Linked DNA regions of Rattus norvegicus: region 2 is linked to region 1. A link is a contact called in public Hi-C data. All regions are on one chromosome and are shown on one strand. Each heading gives the region's core, a stretch centred on a gene start, on an enhancer-like site or on the middle of the called end of the contact. The rest is flanking DNA. Distances are from core to core; before and after follow the strand shown.

What was found. A called contact is a pair of places that touch in the nucleus more often than the background predicts.
Region 2: a Hi-C map of the Rat2 cell line shows a contact between it and region 1, with 6 times the contacts expected there. The contact joins two enhancer-like sites. A contact is called at or near these places in 3 of 12 Hi-C or Micro-C datasets (the A7r5 cell line, the Rat2 cell line and frontal cortex).

Annotation. Positions count from the first base shown.
Region 1 is chr2:105,260,098-105,263,673 of GRCr8, forward strand. No RefSeq gene overlaps it. Among named protein-coding and RNA genes, the nearest start is that of Agtr1b, 410 kb to the left of the region's middle. Within about 2 kb of position 1,979, at least 3 of the 93 cell types and tissues checked have an H3K27ac peak or open chromatin away from gene starts, as enhancers often do.
Region 2 is chr2:105,891,735-105,895,310 of GRCr8, forward strand. No RefSeq gene overlaps it. Among named protein-coding and RNA genes, the nearest start is that of Tbl1xr1, 840 kb to the right of the region's middle. Within about 2 kb of position 1,902, at least 6 of the 93 cell types and tissues checked have an H3K27ac peak or open chromatin away from gene starts, as enhancers often do.

The DNA.
Region 1 (3,576 bases), core at 729-3,228:
TCGATTTCAAAGGTATATGTGTATCCTTTCTTCAGATGAATCATTTCTGTATCTTTTTATTATTTTTTATTTTTCTTTTTTTAGTCTCAGCCTGTATAACAACATATCTTTCCTCTGGGTGAAAACACACATGTACAAAGAATGGCAGTAAGAGTGAAACAATTTGTTTTTCCCTAGATTCAGGAACTAAAAACAGAATCTATTTATTCATGATGTTCCCTACCCTCACAAACAACTCAGTTTACTGTCAGGTCTCTGTTAATTAATTTTTCTCTGAATTTATTTCATGAGAAAATTTCTAACTTCCCTTATTTTTTCCAGATTCTGTCAGAGAAGATTTTTATGTCATAAGGTTCAGTGTAATTTATCTTCTGGGTAAAGATATTTTCTCTCCTTTTAAATATCTACATCTGTTTCTAAAACTAAACTGGCAACTTCTGAGGTGAAGGATAAAGCTTAAGGGCAAAGAAATAGCTTTTGTTTTTATATAAAAGTTCAATACCTTGTTTTGAACTTACTCTGAATAAGTGTAGCAATATGAATGAGAATAATGGCCCCCATAGACCCATACTTGGCTAGTAAAATCTTACTCTTTTTAGCTAAATGGAACTTGAAATTCTCTGGTTTATTTCAGGGGATCTGTCTAATTCTTGGAAAGGGGCCTTTGCCAGAAAACTGTGCTCAGAATCTGTGGAGAAGTGCCCAGCTCAATGCCTAAGTGTTGTTTTCATAAAACACATAGCTGTGTGTTTGCTGCTTGCTTTTATTGTAACAGGAACCACCTCCCATTGTCACTCAGGCACTGTGTGTCTTTCAACAGGTCATGAAAGAGCATTACACAATGAAGACCCTAAGCTGAGTGTCAAAAGATCTGGAGACTCTGAGATGTCACCTGTAAAATGCAGACATATGGAAGAAGAAAGGACGACTAAAGGAATGAGCTCTGGTCATTCAATCTTCTGCTACAATATTAATGACACTTGACCTTCTCAACCTCCATTTTTCTTCCTTTCTGCATATATTTGGAAAAATAAAGACCCTTTTTTAAAAATTTAAGATATTCCCATTCTTTGGGGGGGGGAGATCATTATGTAAATTTAAAACAGAAAGGAATAGCCATTTATTTCTGAGCCCAATTTATTTGGCAGAAACTCTTCAGTTTCCCATGTGTCTATTATGGAAATTTAATTATTTATTTCAATTATGCATTCAATAAATATGCACTCTTCTCAATGGCTGTTTTCTTAATGAGGATCACTGGAGTTTCAGAAAAAGCCTTTTCATTCCAATTATCTTGCTGGTTCACAGCATTTGCTGCTGTGCACTTTCATCTACTCTAGAGGGCAATAGAGCGTTAGAAATGGAAGATGTTTTCAATGATAAAAATGTATAAAATAAAGCCCTTAGAATCAATCTTCCCATAAAACTGAAAAAGGGGTAGGGGTGGAGGTGGGGGTGGGGTGGATGTAGCCACAGAAAGGTGCTTGTGACAGGATAATAATCTCAAACACAAAGTCCAGGGTGAATAAGACAGTGATTGAAGTTGTCAGCTGAGTAGGTGTACGAGAAAAGTAGAAAAACCTCCTGCAAGTTACATAATGTTGAGAACAATATATAAAAGAAAGGTAGTAACAAAATATAAGAAAATGACAAAACAAAATAGCATCGTGATCATACTCCCACTATACTGGAAACAGATGTTTAAGGTCGGTCTTTCTGAGAAAATGACTGCAGATTATAGAGGTTCATCTAAGCATTCCATGATGCTTGGACAATAATGATCAGAAGGCAGAGGAAAGGAGTGTCTAGTTCTTCATTTGGGGCATTTGTGTTTATGAAAAAAACCCATCTTCTCAGTACCATTTCACTCCTATTCATTCACTTTTGAAACATGGCCCTACCCTCTTCCTCCACAGAAGCAGGATGTTGCCTGCTCCCCACTGAGCTCCCACCACCCCCAACCCAGCCTTCAGCTCTCTATGCCAGTCTTCACTTACCATCCAAGCTACTTCTTCAGGTTTAGTTGTTTAGTTGTCACTGAACTCTGCCTGTCCAGAGAGTGCCATCGTCCCTCACTTTTGTTAACACTTGCATAGCTTTTCACCTCCAACTCTCACCTTTCTCCCCCACACCTCTGCAGGCTCATTTTCCTCAACCTTTAAAATATATTTGATCATTTCTCAGTCCACTCCCCCAACTTCAAATGAAAGAAAAAAGTACCTTTGCCTTTACATTAAGCAACTGCCTAACCCCTCTCCTCTGTTTTTCCACATCTTTAACAATAATCTATCATTCGTTTTAATTCACTTTTTAGTCCACTGCAGCCTGACCTCCATACTCCCTGAACTTGGCCTTGCCTGAATCTCGAAAGACCTTTTCCATAAATGAGCAATCTGATGGATCTTTTTAATATAATGGAATTATAGGACTTACACTCTTGCATTTGACAATTCACTTTGAACTTTCTGACTCCCTTTCCTAAGCGACACTCCCCTTATTCTCCCTGTATACCTCTGCTGCTCACTGCTACGTCCCTACGCCAGATCTCATCATGCCAACACTTAATAGTCTTCAGTGGTTCCATAGCAACAACAGATAAAGGAGTCCCCTAATCACTGCACAGCAGGCCTAGTTTTCAATAACTCACCTGGACGACAATAGTGAGCCTCAAATATAGCTATTTATAAAATGAATAAATTTATCAGTAACTGAAAGTAGCTCTTTGCTTTAAGGCTGTTACAATTTGGTACTCTGTGTTTTGTGTGTTTATTTGAATATGCTGAAAGAAATTAAACATCTGATGTTTGATCGTTGTGATATAATATACTATAGTGAATCAGGCCAGCATACTTACTTTCTGTGGAATAGCATTTTTGCATATGGGTCTTTTGAGATCTTTATATCTTAAAATAATACCAGGCTGAAGGTTGAGTGTGCAATCCATTATGATGGTGAAAATATTTTCCATAAAACGGATGAAAATGTATTTGCTGAGCCTGATATTAAGTTGATTTACAGTGAGGTTTGTTCACTTTGCTTTGGTCTATGCCGTTCTGCATGTTCAGTCAGACGGTTGTCTGCTTGTGCAGAACTAGATATAGATAATAAGCAAAGAAGTCAAGGTGGTGACATTCCAATAAAAGTCCACTTAATAAGAATCCTGATGTTGACCTTAATGTGATTTTTCTCATGTAAGAAAATGTGTTCCTCCTTTGATATTTTTCAAATACATAAACCATTTATAATTATTTGAGAAATTTATACACAAATACATACTATTTTTATCACTACCACTCTGTCTACTCTCCTTCTAGCTCCTCCCTCTCACTCTAGTTTCTCTCAGGTTCATGACAGAGATGCAGGTAAAAACACACTGCCTTTGTAGAGGATTCATTTGGTTCCCAGCACCCATGGCAGGCAGCTAGCTCCCAGTTGCCTGTACCTGCATCTCCAGAGCATATGGTGACATGTGTATTCTGGACAGTTGCAATCACATGGGCAACATCTCTTCTGGATATATACACACCATTTAAAATTTTTAAAAAGAAATTAATTGGAATGTTTTATCATATTTGA
Region 2 (3,576 bases), core at 652-3,151, 630 kb after region 1:
CACACCCTTTTGGGGCATCTGGCAATGAGGCAGTTGTCTTGTCTTTTGTCACCACTGCAGGTGTCTGTGTTCATCTTCATGATTGTCTCTTATTCTAACAGTTGGAAAACAGGTGTTATGATTTTATCATCCTGTTGAATAATTGATAGTTAAGATTGCTTCCTGCTTGATTCTTTAAAATGACATATAATCAGTTAAATATTATCTTCTTATTCCAACTGTCACAAGTTGTTCTCTCTCTCTCTGTCTCTCTCTGTCTCTCTGTCTCTGTCTCTCTGTTTCTCTGTCTCTCTGCCTCTCTCTGCCTCTCTCTGTCTCTCTGTCTCTCTCTCTCTCTCTCTCTCTCTCTCTCTCTCTCTCTCCTCTCTTCTCTCTATGGGCTCAAGTTCTGGAGTTTGGACAGAGGATAACAGATATTATGAAGAGTATGAAGATTTACCCCTGCTTCAGGGAAGGACAGACTTAAGCTGCTGTGAGGCACAAACCTGTAGCTGCATTACCACAATTTAAGGGCCTGTCCTCAGAGCACTGCTTCTCAAGGTAGAACCTAGTATATGTAGCGTGAAATACACTTCTCTTGTGTTCTGATCTTCATAGCAGAGACTCTGTTGTGCCAAACTTGGCAGTGAATCCTATTGTACCTAGTGGAACCTACTTCTTTACAGCGTGTAACTTGAGGTATGGCTGGTATGCTTGGTTCTCATGAGTTTAAAAGGCCTACAGACACCCTGGAACCTAGAAGGTAAAATTTGAAGACAATATAGAATTTGGAACATAGCAAAGAAAAGCAATGATGCCAGCCTACAACAGCAGTTAAAAGGGGCCCTGCATCCTGTATCTCTAACAAACATAACACATTAAGAAGTGCCATTTCAATTACACAGTGCAGCCTGAAGCTGTGGCTCTGATTTCTCTTAGCACCAACACCAGCTAAAGAATGCTGTGTTGACAGTTTTAGTCTCATAAATTTCCTTCTGTGATCCAATTTTTCATTATTAGAAAAAATATAGATAGACAAACAAATAGATAGAACAAATAAATAACAAAAGCTACCCTCGCTCAAAAAAAGACCCTTGTGTCCTCCAGGTTTCCATTAGCCTGTAATTGCACCAATTGTTCACGATTCTACTAAAGAACACTGCATACCGGTGCTTGATCAGAGGCTTTTGTCTGCAGTTGACAGAACACTCCCTAAATCTTACACCACAGACTGAATGTGTTATTCAGAAAAGTCCAACAGATGTTTGGCTCCTAGGAAGGGACAGACAAACATGACAAGAGCCTCTGGCATTCACTGGGAGGACGGGTTGATGAAGGTTGAATGAAGCAAGGACCCAAGCTACAGTAACACTGTTTGGTTGTCTTCACATTCTCTGTGTGTGTGTCTTTGTCTTTGTACCTGTCTATCTGTCTTTCAGTCTGTAGCGCTCTCTCTCTCTCTCTCTCTCTCTCTCTGTGTGTGTGTGTGTGTGTGTGTGTGTGTGTTTTGTCTACATGGATGTTTAACAGAACATCCATCTTATCCTGTGGAGTGACAGGTATGAGTTACCATAGGAATGCTAGTATTTGAACCCAGGTCCTTGGGAAGTGCAGTCAGTGTTCTTAACTCCTGAGATACCTCTTCAGCCCTAAATAAGAAATCCTTGGCCTCTGGGCTTCACATTGCTTTGTGATGGTAAATAGTATTCATTTTTTTCACATTGAATTGGGGAGTGGGTATTATGGAACAACAGCTATTGTTTTCAGGTCTGTTCTGTTCCCTCTCTGTTCTTGGCAATGGGTGATTCCACCAGTTTGTCTTTTTCCTCATTTCTGTCTGGAAATCAGATGATCTTCTCAAAAGTCAATGGAAGGGGCCATGCTGCTCTAGCAGCTCAACTAATCTGCTAGAACCTTCTGAGGAGGAATATAAAAGCAAGGAACTCTATTCCTCTTACAGCATCAGAGAGAGAGCTGGTTAGAGCACTCTAGCATCAGGCTCCAAATGTCACCTGTGGTCGTAGTAAATGCATTCTTTTTGTGCCACTATGTGAAGCCATGGCTTGGTCCCAGGGTGAATGATGGCTTTCTTCCTGCTCATATTCCAAACCAAAGCCAGTGAGAGACACCATGCAGGTAGCTGCAGTAGGGACTGAAGTAAGTGTCTAATAAATTTCTATGCCCCAAACAAGTGAAGACCCAAAGTCTTAAAAGGTGTTAGGTGATCCAAGTTTCCAAGAAGTCAACTTCACTATCAAGATAGAACAGTCTCCAGGGAAAAGCAGCCAAAGTTAAAATAAAGTTAACCAAGCAGAAAGTTATAAATAACATTATTTTAACAAGAATTTGAGGTGCAGCCAAATGTTTTGGAATGTTCTCAGTCCAAACAAAACCAGCATAGTTCTCATTTTTTCAAACCTTGTGATTGAAACAAGAGATAAATAGAAAGAGGGAGAAATGCAGTTCACAGTTTTAAAATGTAAACTTAAAACAAAAATCAGTCCAGGCAATCATAAAAATGTGGAGACAGGAAAAAAATGGAGCTTGCTTTTAGGAAGAAATGCCCAATGTCCAGGCAATAATTAGGATGGAGTAAAAAGAGAAAGAAATTCAGATCCTATGTCCATCACTTTGCAGAGTGTGTCAGGCCTGGAAAGATGGCTCAGTGTTAGGAGCAGCTCACAAGCACTTAGCTCTCCAACTCAGTGAATCAGACACTCTCTTCTGGCCTTGGAGGGTACCAACCCAAGTGGACTATATAATCAAATCACACACACACACACACACACACACACACACACACACACACACAAAATTTTGGGTAATATGTCTATGCCAAGCTTCATGGTTCTGAGTGTCCCTAGTATAGCACTGACTGATCTCCCAAAAGCTAAAAAATATTTTTTTAGTGGTGAAGTACCTAGCACTCATAAATATAGGGATAGCCCATCCCCCACTGCCTTTAAACAACCCCACCCTACCCCTACACACACACACACACACACACGCACACACACGCACACACACACGCACACACACGCACACACACGCACACACACGCATACACACACGCACACACACGCACACACACGCACACACACGCACACACACACGCACACACATTAGAAGCACTGTAACATCTCCCTGTGTTACAATGTTTTCCAGGCTAAAGAGGTGTGGTCAGTAAAGGGCTTTTCAGAAAAGCACCAAGACCTGAGTTCTCTTGCCAGAACTAACACAAAAAAGACAGGCTTTGTGGTTCTTGCCTGCCATCCAAGGGCTAATGAGGCAAAGAAGTAGATGCATCACTGAGACTTGCTGGCTAGGGAGCCTAGATTATTGGCAATCCTCAGATCCCAGTGAGGTCAAAAATCAAGGGAATCCAAAGAGTAGCCAAGGCATTCTTGTATACTTATACATACCTTTACATACACACACACACACACACACAGAGAGAGAGAGAGAGAGAAAGAGTTACATACACATATGTACACACAAGCAAATACGCATATACTCTTGAATATGTACACAAACACACACACACACACACACACACACACAGGTTACACAAGTTGTTACCATTACCACAAGTAATTG